Linked DNA regions of Sus scrofa: all the other regions are linked to region 2. Evidence: chromatin contacts called from public HiChIP or PLAC-seq data. All regions are on one chromosome and are shown on one strand. Each heading gives the region's core, a stretch centred on a gene start, on an enhancer-like site or on the middle of the called end of the contact. The rest is flanking DNA. Distances are from core to core; before and after follow the strand shown.

Region 1 (2,700 bases), core at 90-2,589, 240 kb before region 2:
CAAAATGCCAATCAACTCCAGTGGACCTGACTGGGTGACTGTGATTCCCAGGAGTATAAAAGGTAAAGAGCAAAGAGCTGGATGATTTGTTGTTTTTCCTGCTAAGGGTTTTGAGGCTCTGCAGTTTCACTAATGTTACAAAACCCCTTTTTCCCCTTTAATATGCCCTGGTTGCTACTGAGCATAGTTTTAAATCCTTCCAGGCGATTTCGATCCACTAGTATAGGATATTATTAAAAGTAAAAGAATGAAGTTTAAAAGAGTAAATGTATGTGTTTTGTTTTTGCAGAATAGATATAATTATTCATAGTGACTTGTAGAAAGAAAGGCCGAATATTGTTAAAGAGGCTCATGGAGATGGCAGGTGATCCCTTTTTGGCCTTTTGGCTAAGATCAAGTGCAGATGGCACACGAGGTCCTTTTAGCTGTTGAAAGTGTGTATGTAGTATCCCACAGGGCGGATGATGTAAATGCTAATGCCACAGGTAGGTAACACGCAGGAATCCACCAGGATGGGTATTGGCTACGTGCATGCCTTGTGTAAATGGTGGGGAAGGAACCTTAGAGCAGGGACATTCTAAAGGGGGCAGCCTCTCAGTTCTGTGCATTGTTGCCACGCAGAAACGTAGACCTAGTGTGGGCAGATCTGTGGATTTTTTTTCCGTGAAAAACTGGAAGTCTTAATTTTTGATATGATGTCTCCAGATTTCAAAACATTGGTATCTAGGAGTTCCTGGTGTGGCTCAGTGGTTAACAAATCTGACTAGTATCCATGAGGATGTGGATTCGATTCCTGACCTCACTCAGTGGGTTAAGGATCCAGTGTTGCCGTGAGCTGTGGTGTAGGTCGCAGAGGCGGCTTGAATATGGCATTGCTGTGGCTCTGGCGTAGGCCGGTGGCTACAGCTACAATTCGACCCCTGGCCTGGGAACCTCCATACACTGTGGGTGTGGCTCTAAAAAGACAAAAAAAGAAAAAAACCAAAAAACCCAAAAAACTAACATTGGCATTCAGTTAAAAACTTTTAAAATATTGTGTGAGCTAAATAATATGGTCCAGCTGTAGGCAGGACAGTGCCAGTTTGTATCTCTGGTCTTCACTGTCATGTGCCACAAGAAATCCCAGTCTTTTCCTAATGAAGAGCTGTATTTCATTTACTTAAACCCAGTGAGTTATTAATTATAGAGGACAGAAATGTAAAACATCCCTATTGTCTGCTTGGCCCTCAACCCCACAGCTGAGATGTCAGTAAACATGGTACCTCCCAGTAGCACTGTACTCTTCACACTTAGGTCTGACACTGCAGGAGGCCCCATCCCACTACTGCATCTGTCCTTCTCTTCCACAGCCCTGGTTGTCTGACTTGCCCACCTTGTAATGTCTCTGACTGGCCAGTGGGATGGTCAGTAGGAGGAGGTTCAGATGATTCACTTGCACCTGACATGTCTTGGGGTTCAGCCAGGAAGGGGTTGTGGGTTTGTGATATACTCTTCTGTTGAGAGAGAAGATTCAGTAACTTGTGAGGCTTTTGATGGATTTTTAGAGGAAAAGAGCAACCATGAATCAGTAGGAACAGAGTAGCCTGGTTTTGAGAAAACCATCTCGGGACAGGTAGATAATTGGAAAGAAAATAGAAGGGAAATTGCTTTATTTAATGTCAAAGAACTCCCAGCTATGGAGTTCCTGTTGTGGTGTAGAGGAAACCAATCCGATTAGTATCCATGAGGATGTGGGTTCAATCCCTGGCTTGGCTTAGTGGGTGGGGGATCTGGTGTGGCTGTGAGCTGAGGTGTAGGTCCCAAACTTGGCTTGGGTCCCGCATTGCTGTGGCTGTGGTGTGGGTTGGCAGTTGTAGCTCAGATTCGACCCCTAGACTGAGGGCTTACATATGCTGCAGGTGTGGCCCTAAAAAGCAAAAAAAAAAAAAAAAAAAAAAAAAAGTCCAGCTTGGGGGAACTTCAAGAAGTTCACCTTAGTGACCAGCAGGGGGCACTTAAAGATCGTAAACGAAGGGCTCACGTTGTTCCTTCCATTCCTTCTTCCCTGTCTCCCTTCATTCCTTTTCCTCTTTTAAAAATGTTTTGTTCTCAGATAATTTTAGATTTAAGAGTTGTGAAACTATAGTACAAAGTTCCTGTATAGCTTTCACCCAACTTCCCCTAATGTTTGACATCTTAAGAAATCACAGAAACTTATCAAACCTAAGAATTTAACGTTAGTACAATATGATGATCTAAACTGCAGAGTTTTTTTGGATTGCATCAGTTTTTCCACTCATGTCCTTTCTTTGTTCCAGGATCCAGTGCAGATCTCACTTTGCATTTAATTGCACATTTCTTTTTATTTATTTATTTATTTATTTATTTAGTCTTTTTAGGGCCACACCCGTGGCATATGGAGGTTCCCTTCCAGGCTGGGGTCAGATCAGAGCTATAGCTGCTGGCCTATACCACAGCCACAGCCATGCGGGATCCTAGCTGCGTCTGTGACCTATAGCCACAACTCATGGCAATGCCAGATCCTTAACCTACTGAGCAAGGCCAGAGATTGAACCTGCGTCCCTGTGGATGATAGTCAGATCCGTTTCTGCTGAGCCAGGATGGGAACTCCCAAGTTGCTCATTTCTTCAATCTTCCTTCTGTGACAGATCCCCTGGCTCTTGTTCTATCTTTTTGATACTTTTGAAGAGCATTGGTCAG
Region 2 (2,700 bases), core at 12-2,511:
TAAACATGATCCGTTTGGATGTTCTGGCCAGTTACAGTGCAACTACTCATTCTTCAGTTCACACACCCCTCATTTGTCACCTGGAAACTGTGTTAGCCTTCAAACCTGTCTCCTTTCATTATTCTCTGATCTTGTCCACTTCTAAAACATTATCTGATGGTTCTTTTTCTAAGTGTACATCTAATCATACATTGCTCTTAATTTTTAAAAAAAGATTAAAAGAATTCTTTACTGACTTTGCATTTCTACAGGCTAGAATTAAAATTCCTTGCCTTGGACCACAACATTTTCATGATTTCCAGTGTTAATACTGAGAGTTAATAATTATTACGTATCTCATATGCTAGTCAACATAATAGGTCATTTCAGTTAATTCCTTTTCACCTTCACGACACTCTGTGAGGTTGGTCGTTTTAGTTCCATTTTTTAAAATGAGAAAGCTGAGCTGAGAGAGATTAAATAATTTCCCCAAAGATAATGAATTCCCTTCTATCACTGATTCTTCCTGTTCACACTTCCAGGCCCCAAACACTGAAATCCCCACTGAAACCAGCACTGACATATACACTACTATCCATTATGCCTCTTTGTCATCCTCACCCTGGGTCCTCTGCCTGCAGTAAGAAGAAATTTTACTTACTGGTCAATCTTTAATTAAGCCTCAAGGTCTAGATCTCTGCTTAATCTTCTCTAGGAGGCACCCTCTCTTGGGAATGAGTAATACTTGTGGACAGGTCACATTAGTAGATGGTGGACCCTAGGTGTGAAAGGTGTTCTCTGGCTCACTCCTCCCTCAGGGACTATTGATTCCATCAGAAGACAATCATCTCAGGAATTGGAGGAAGGGTCAGATACAGAGGAAGTTTTGATTATTGTGATATTCCCACTGCAGACCATCTGTACCTGCTGATGTTTTATCTTCTTTGAAAAAAATTGTTTTTGATATATCGAGACCAATGTGCTTGCACAAGAAGGAGCTAGTTCCCATGTAGTCAAGTGTCTAACAGAGAGATTTCTCTTATTTTCTAGATATGTTTTTTGAAATGAAAAAAAATCTAATTGTAGTAAGTTTGAGTAACATAAAATTGACTATCTTAACCATTTTTAAGTGTACCGTTCTATAGTGTTAAATATATTCATAATGTTGTGTGATCAAGCTCTAGAACCTTTACATTTTGCAAACTGAAACTGTTCCATTAAGAGATTCCCCATTTCCCCTCCCCCTAGCCCTGACAACCACCATTCTTCTTTCAGTTTCTGTAAGTCTGACTACTCTGGGTATTTCATGTAAGTGGAACCAAACACTGTCACTGGCTCATTTCACTTAGTACAATGTTCTCAAGTTTCTTTCAGGTTGTAGCATATGTCAGAATTCTTTCCTTTTAAGCCCAAATAATATTCCATTATAAGTATATGCCACATTTTGCTTATCCATTCATCTGTATATGGACATTTTTTAAAATTTTATTTTTTATTGTTTTTTTTTTTTTTTCTTTTTATGGCTGCACCTGTGGCATATGAAAGTTCCTGGGCTAGGGATCAAATTGGAGCTATAGCTGAAACCTGTTTCACAGCCATGGCAACACTGGCTCCAAGATGCATCTATGACCTATGCCATGGCTTGTGGCATCACACCAGATCCTTAACCCCCTGAGCCACAGTGGGAACTCCCTAGATGGACATTTGGATTGCTTCTATCCTTTGGCTATTGTGAACAATACTTCTATGAACATGGGGGTGCAAATATGTCTTTTGACATCCTGCTTTCAGTTTTGGAGGGTATAGTAGTTCCATTTTTAAATTTTTGAGGAACCTCCATACTATTTTCCATAATTGCTGCATCATTTTAGATTCCCACCAGCAGTTCCCAAGAGTTCTCCAACAGTTGCTATTTTATCTCTTGTTGGTTTGTTTTTGTTTGTAAAAGTAGTAGTTATCCTAATGTTTTAGGTATGGTTTTGAATCAAGACAAACTTTCTCTAAAAGTTAAGTTAGATGCTTTGTTTTACAGGCCTTTCTGACTCAAGGGTTACATATAATCCAAGATTGATAATTATTGTCCTCTGCCATTTTAATAAAAAATCAGTGGTAATAGAAAAATCACAAATGAGTAAAAAAAAAAAAAAAGCTAAAATCTTTATCCAAGCTAGTAATGCCTACATGAAACCAAGTGGTTTGGCCACAAAACCACAACCTATAAGCTACCCTCCTCCTGGAGACATTGTCCCTTAGGTACAGTCATAGTGTCTAAGAGGAACTAAGAAGTTTCTAGGGTGTTAGCCATAGAAATTTGACTTTATAAGTATAAGGTATCAGCAATTATCAAATTCCCCCAAAAAACCAACAGTTTCTGGGGGACAGGTGTTGTTCCTGTAAATTTTTTTTTATCTCTGGAATGCCTGACATTGTTCAAGGCCTATAGTAATTCATCAAAGAAATGCATGTATGATGCCTGCCATGTGTCAGTGAGTCAGCCTGGGAGTCACTGAGGCTATATCAGAGAATAAAATAGACAGAAATCTCTGCCTTCATGGATCTTAGAGCATAGCAGGGGGGGACTGACTATAAGCACTTAGGTATGCGTGTAATGAGTGTATATGTAATATAGTGTGTATGTGCATTAATGTCAAGGGGGAAAAAGGCAGGAAAGGGGAATAGTAAGTGGTAAGAGCAAGGTGGTTGCAATTTCATACTGGGTTC
Region 3 (2,750 bases), core at 234-2,733, 220 kb before region 2:
CTACTTGTGAAAGGGAGAATCCTTAATAAGGCCCTTCTATGCAAATTATATTTTATAGAAGAGAAACTTTAGTAGGTGTAAGTTTGGTTTCTAGTATGGTTCTTTTTTTTTTTTTTTGCCTTTTGTCTTTTTAGGGCCACACTCGTGGCATGTTAAGGTTCCCAGGCTGGGGGTCTAATTGGAGCTACAGCTGCTGGCCTACACCACAGTCGCAGCAACACCAGATCTGAGCCTCATCTATGACCTATACCACAGCTCACAGCAATGCTGGATCCTCAACCCACTGAGTGAGGCCAGGGATCGAACCCTCAACCTCATGGTTCCTGGTGGGATTTGTTTCTGCAGAGCCACGATGGGAATTCCTTTAATATGATTCCTTTTTACCATCTAAACAACCATCATTTTATTAAGTACCAATTGACTGATACTGCCCACCTTTGGGTATTAAGTTTCAGATTGATACATCAGGGTGGTTCACAAGAATGTATATTACAAGTCTTTATATCCATGTATTCCATGCCAGAGTTTTCTCTTTCTGGGCCCTGTTAAAAGAAATAACAATTACCCAGGGAGTACTGGGGGAATAAACACCCAAGGGAAACAACACACCCCCTTCCCCGATCTTTTTCTCTTTGGAAGTGAGATCACAGTTGCAGAGTTCTAGGAGCACCTAGGAATTCTGGAATGAGGGGTGATGGAGGTCACATCTTCAACCTTCACCACAGCTCAGGGCAACACTGGATGGATCCTTAAGCCACCAAACAAGGCCAGGGATCTAACCTGCGTCCTCATGGATGCTAGTTGGGTTCGTTAACTGCTGAGCCACGACAGGAACTCCGTATTTTGCTTTTTAATAGTCTTCAGGAAATGAAGTCAGGCTTCTTTTTTAAAAAAGATGTTCTGGTATCTAGATGCCCATTCCTAGTGGAGAACCATACATTTCCTGACTATAAAACTGGATTATAACACTGCCTAGGGAAGGAGGCAGTACAGAGATTACAGAAGAAAGTGTCCCAAAAGGAAAAGAAGCCACAGTGAAACCAAATGTCGTAGAAGAAATCCTCTCAGTATTGTGCAATGGTTCCTTCTCTGTTTAAAATCACCCCCACTCTACCCCACATGAAAGCAATATGACTTGTATGTTGAAGAACCACTGCTTTATGTGTATATTTGTCCTTTGTCAATGAAGGGCCATGGTAGAGATACTACTTTCTGATTGCCATTTTTGAAAAGCTGCGCTGTAGAAAGCACCCCTTTAGTCCCACCCCCACACATTTTGGGGCCATAGAGAAAACGCGAAAGAAAAAGAGACGGCGTGAATCCATAAACACGAGGCAACTCTAATGCCCGGCAGTGAGTTCATTGAGACCTTTTAAAAAGGCATCCCTAGCAAAAACCTTTTTGTTCATAGACTGGCTTCTGATTCCTCTGCTGGGTTCCAGTCCGGGTCTTGGAGCCAGCCATTGAGGGGAATGTCCGGGACTCCGGTCGGTACCTTTTTGGCCTGGGAATTTCCAGGGTGCAGAAAAAAAAGTCCACGAACCTAGTCCTCTCTGCTCCCTTCACGCCTCCTCCCTCCTCCTCTGTGCCCACGCAGCCCCTTTCGAATGAGAGCTCGACCTTATTCTGTATCTTAGAAAACGGGTCCTTAGCTTCCCCCGCCCTTATCCTCTTTAGAGGGGTGAACAGAAAGCGATCCCTATAAAGGGGGACGTGGAGAGGGGCTGGCTTCTCTTGCCACGAGGGCAGACACTGGGTTCTTAGAGAAAAAGGCTGCTTAACTGCTGCTGCTTATCATGTAACCTCAAAAGGAAACTGATCATTTTTCTCATGCTCTCACGTACTTGGGTTATTATCGCTGATTACAGCTGGAAACAGTTGATTTGCCTTTACGTATCTGTATGATTTGACTCTTCAAACACAAAGGTATATTTTTATTATTTGATATTTAGTATGAAAAAGTTTCGTAAATGTTAAGCTTTTTTTCCTTTCTTTTCACGTATTTAGATGCCTTAATTTGGAGTCACTTTTTGATATTTGGGTGATCATTCTTGTTTGGGGGCAAAATATTAGGGGGCAGTTTTGGGGGGAGGGAAAACTCAGGATGTTTTTATAGTTTGGTAATGGCTATGAATCATGTATGTTTGCTGTGAAGGCCCAGGAAAGACTAAGATGCTGGGGACAGGCTGGGTGATGAAAGTATCCTAAATCTAATGTAAAAACTTACATTTAACCAGGAAAGTAGATCTGTGATACTGCTAGGCAGAAATCTCCCAAGAGGTTCGAGTATGTGTTTAGAGATATACTTTCTTAACAAGGGTAGTCATAGAACTATATCTTTATGGAAAAATATATCCAAGTAGATCAAAATGTTGTACAGCATGTAATTCTTGTATATTACGTCTTAAAATTAAAGACAGTATTAAAAGACCATTTTATGAATGAAGGAAGCCTTGAAATTTGATAACTTGGCTGGACCCCTAGATCTATTACAGTCTGGGATTTTGTGTTAATAAAAGGGCCTTTCTAGGTAGAATGGTTGAGACTCTCTCCATGAGGATTAGTGAACTTGCTGTCATGGGGTGTGGGGGTATCTCAGAGGATGACATTTATTATGTAAGTTTTAAGTACTTGGTAATATGTATCCCCACACTTAATATCAGGCATCTAAAGAAACACATTATCTGGCCAGGTGGAATTTTTTTTTTTCCTTTCTTAGTAGGTTGTTTACACAATAAAAGGAGATAACA
Region 4 (2,700 bases), core at 83-2,582, 170 kb after region 2:
AAAAATTAAGGGTGTAGTGCAGTGGAAACCCTGAGAAAACAATAGGGGGTCAATCATGTTGGGTGCTGCTAAGCAGTTTCCTGGAATGAGGGTTGAAAAATGAGGGAGTTCCCTGGTGGCATAGTGGGTTAAAGATCTGGCATTGTCACTGCTATGGCTTGGGCTGCAGCTGTGGCACAGGATTGATTTCTGGGCCAAGAACTTCTGCATGCTTCAGGTGTGGCCAAAACCAAAAAACCAAAAAACAAAACCTCCCAATCATTCTGAGACCCTGCTCCTCCACTTGCATACTTTCTGGAACTAAAAGAGTCACCTAACATATTTGACTTTTACTTTTATCATATGCAAAGTATGGATGGCAGAGAAAAAGAGGTGTGGGTTAGGAAGTGCTAGGCATCTCATCCAGTGCTACATCTTACAAGGTAGGTGTTGAAGAAAATCTACATGATTTTCTACCAACTCTTAAAAGCTTGTTGTGATATATATGCACATATACTTAGCCATAAAAAAGAGTGAGATTAATACCATTTGCAGATGAACCTAGAGATTATCATACTAAGTGAAGAAAGCTAAACAGAAAAAGACAAATATATATGTGGAATCTAATATACATATTAACACATACAAATGAACACATGTACACATACAAATGAACTTACAAAACATAAAGAGACTCACAGACTCACAGACATGGAAAACAAACTTAAGGTCACCAAAAGGGAAGTCTGGGGGAGGGATAAATTAGGAGTTTGGAATTAATATATACACACTACTATATGTCAAATAGATAACCAACAAGGACCAACTGTACAGCACAGGGAACTATACTCAATATTTTTAATAACCTATAATGGAAAAGACTGAAAAAGTATATCTATATATAATACATATATGTTATGTATATTATATATATATGTATGTGTATATATATATATATATATATATATATATATATATATAAAACACTGAATCACTGTGCTGTATACCTGAACCTAACATGATATTGTAAATCAATTGTACTTCAATTAAAAATTAAAAAAAACTCTGATGTATGAGAATATGTATAATAACATTTTACCTCTCAGGACAGAAGAACAAATTTTCTGAGTCACTCTGTAAACTGGCATGTGCTAGGTATATAGAAGGCGGTATTTCTCCTTACCAAGACAATGAATGTCAAAGAGAATTTTTGTTGTGTACTTGTTGTGGCAGCTTTAAGGCAGATGTACCATAATGGTGATTCCTTGGAGAAGGAGCTGGGGACAAGGTGGTCAAGGCTGTGATCCAGAGTGTTAGTGCATCAGTATGTTGGCAGTTCAGAAGTCCCTGAGGCTTTAGGATTTGTCTCCCTCTAGTGTTATTTATGACAGCCACTAGGAAATATCTCCTTGTCCTCATACAACAGAGCTATCTGGAAGTTCTGCATAATCTGAAGCCCTAGGTCGGCGGTCAGTTCAGGACCCTGTGCAGCCCTCCCCTCAGCATGACTCTCAGAACCTCCTGTCATTTATTGCTGTCCCTGTTGCTGTCATTTATTGCTGTAACAGGAGATAGAGGAAAATGGAGGATGACCCCCTTCTGTAGGTCCGTGCTGTGGAGATGGTGCAAATGGTAAGAGAAGACAGGAAAGGAGGGAAGCAGAACATAAGCATATTGGCCATTTTCTGGAATTGGGCTTCCAACCAGAGTGAAATGGAAATACGGCAAAATCTGACACATTTTAAAAGGATAAAAGTCAGTATCTAGGTAAGAGACGATGGTGGTGCAGACGTAGCAGTAGAGGATATGTTTTGAGGATAGAGCCACCATCATTTCCTAACAGCTTTGACATAGAATGTGAGAGAAAGAAAGGAGGTAAATGTTGCTCCAAGAGTTTGAGCTTGGAGAACAGGAAGAATGGAAGTGAATGAGATGTACAGGGGACAGTGGAAAGTGAGGGAGCAGATTTGGGACAGAATATTGGAATTTCAAAAGTTGTCCATGAGGACATGAGTTTGATCCCTGACTTTGCTCAGTGGGTTAAGGATCCTATGTTGCTGTGAGCAGTGGTGTAAGTTGCAGATGTGGCTTGGATCTGGCGTGGCTGTGGTACAGGCTGGTGGCTAAAGCTACGATTTGACCCCTAGCCTGGGAAACTCCACATGCCATGGGTGCGGCCCTAAAAAGACATAAGACAAAAAGAAAAAAAAAAAAGTTTTATACATGTTGCATTTGCGATATCTGCTGGCCATTTAGAGATTCTGAGCAGGCAGTTGGATATATAAGTCTGTAGTTATACTGTAGACTGTATCTCTGGGGTGTTCTGCAGGGAGAAATCCTTAGGCCCTCAAGTTGCTATCCCATGCATTAGGGAGGCACACTCAGAGTACCTTGTTCAGGAACTCAGTTGAGTGTGTTTCTCAAGTGCAGGAAACTGACCTTGGGTTCTCATACAGAGCCTCCAAGCAGTGAATGCTCAATAAATGATGTTTAAATAGAGAACGCCTTAGCCATTGATGGGAAGCAAGGCCAGCCTTTGTCATTGGCCTATGGTGTCAGCTCTCTGGGGATGGTTTTGAAGATTCTGTCAAACATCCTCTCCCTCAAATTACTCTCTGTATGATTACAATTCTACTTTTGGAATTCTACCCATTAAAAGGCCTGTTCTTAGGCAAAATGCAAGCATGCCTAGGAGAGCAAAATTTCATCCTCAGATTCTTA

The links. HiChIP or PLAC-seq counts read pairs in DNA pulled down with a chosen protein or histone mark.
Region 1: a contact with region 2 is called in an H3K27ac HiChIP or PLAC-seq map of alveolar macrophages. The contact joins two enhancer-like sites. A contact is called at or near these places in 3 of 47 Hi-C or Micro-C datasets (all in embryonic fibroblasts) and 1 of 2 datasets of contacts at active chromatin or transcription factors (alveolar macrophages).
Region 3: an H3K27ac HiChIP or PLAC-seq map of alveolar macrophages shows a contact between it and region 2. The contact joins two enhancer-like sites. A contact is called at or near these places in 3 of 47 Hi-C or Micro-C datasets (all in embryonic fibroblasts) and 1 of 2 datasets of contacts at active chromatin or transcription factors (alveolar macrophages).
Region 4: an H3K27ac HiChIP or PLAC-seq map of alveolar macrophages shows a contact between it and region 2. The contact joins two enhancer-like sites. A contact is called at or near these places in 2 of 47 Hi-C or Micro-C datasets (embryonic fibroblasts and fibroblasts) and 1 of 2 datasets of contacts at active chromatin or transcription factors (alveolar macrophages).

What each region holds. Positions count from the first base shown.
Region 1 is chr13:157,310,325-157,313,024 of Sscrofa11.1, reverse strand. It overlaps NXPE3 (NXPE family member 3), which reads left to right. Exons shown (of 7, transcript XM_003132693.4): 5 at 1-62. Among named protein-coding and RNA genes, the nearest start is that of NXPE3, 26 kb to the left of the region's middle. Within about 2 kb of position 1,339, at least 4 of the 83 cell types and tissues checked have an H3K27ac peak or open chromatin away from gene starts, as enhancers often do. A contact at or near this core is called in alveolar macrophages, where this site is marked.
Region 2 is chr13:157,073,757-157,076,456 of Sscrofa11.1, reverse strand. The region is part of intron 3 of LOC102162881 (a long non-coding RNA gene); the gene reads left to right. Among named protein-coding and RNA genes, the nearest start is that of NFKBIZ, 200 kb to the left of the region's middle. Within about 2 kb of position 1,261, at least 5 of the 83 cell types and tissues checked have an H3K27ac peak or open chromatin away from gene starts, as enhancers often do. A contact at or near this core is called in alveolar macrophages, where this site is marked.
Region 3 is chr13:157,293,589-157,296,338 of Sscrofa11.1, reverse strand. No RefSeq gene overlaps it. Among named protein-coding and RNA genes, the nearest start is that of NFKBIZ, 22 kb to the right of the region's middle. Within about 2 kb of position 1,483, at least 47 of the 83 cell types and tissues checked have an H3K27ac peak or open chromatin away from gene starts, as enhancers often do. A contact at or near this core is called in alveolar macrophages, where this site is marked.
Region 4 is chr13:156,899,898-156,902,597 of Sscrofa11.1, reverse strand. No RefSeq gene overlaps it. Among named protein-coding and RNA genes, the nearest start is that of ZPLD1, 220 kb to the right of the region's middle. Within about 2 kb of position 1,332, at least 6 of the 83 cell types and tissues checked have an H3K27ac peak or open chromatin away from gene starts, as enhancers often do. A contact at or near this core is called in alveolar macrophages, where this site is marked.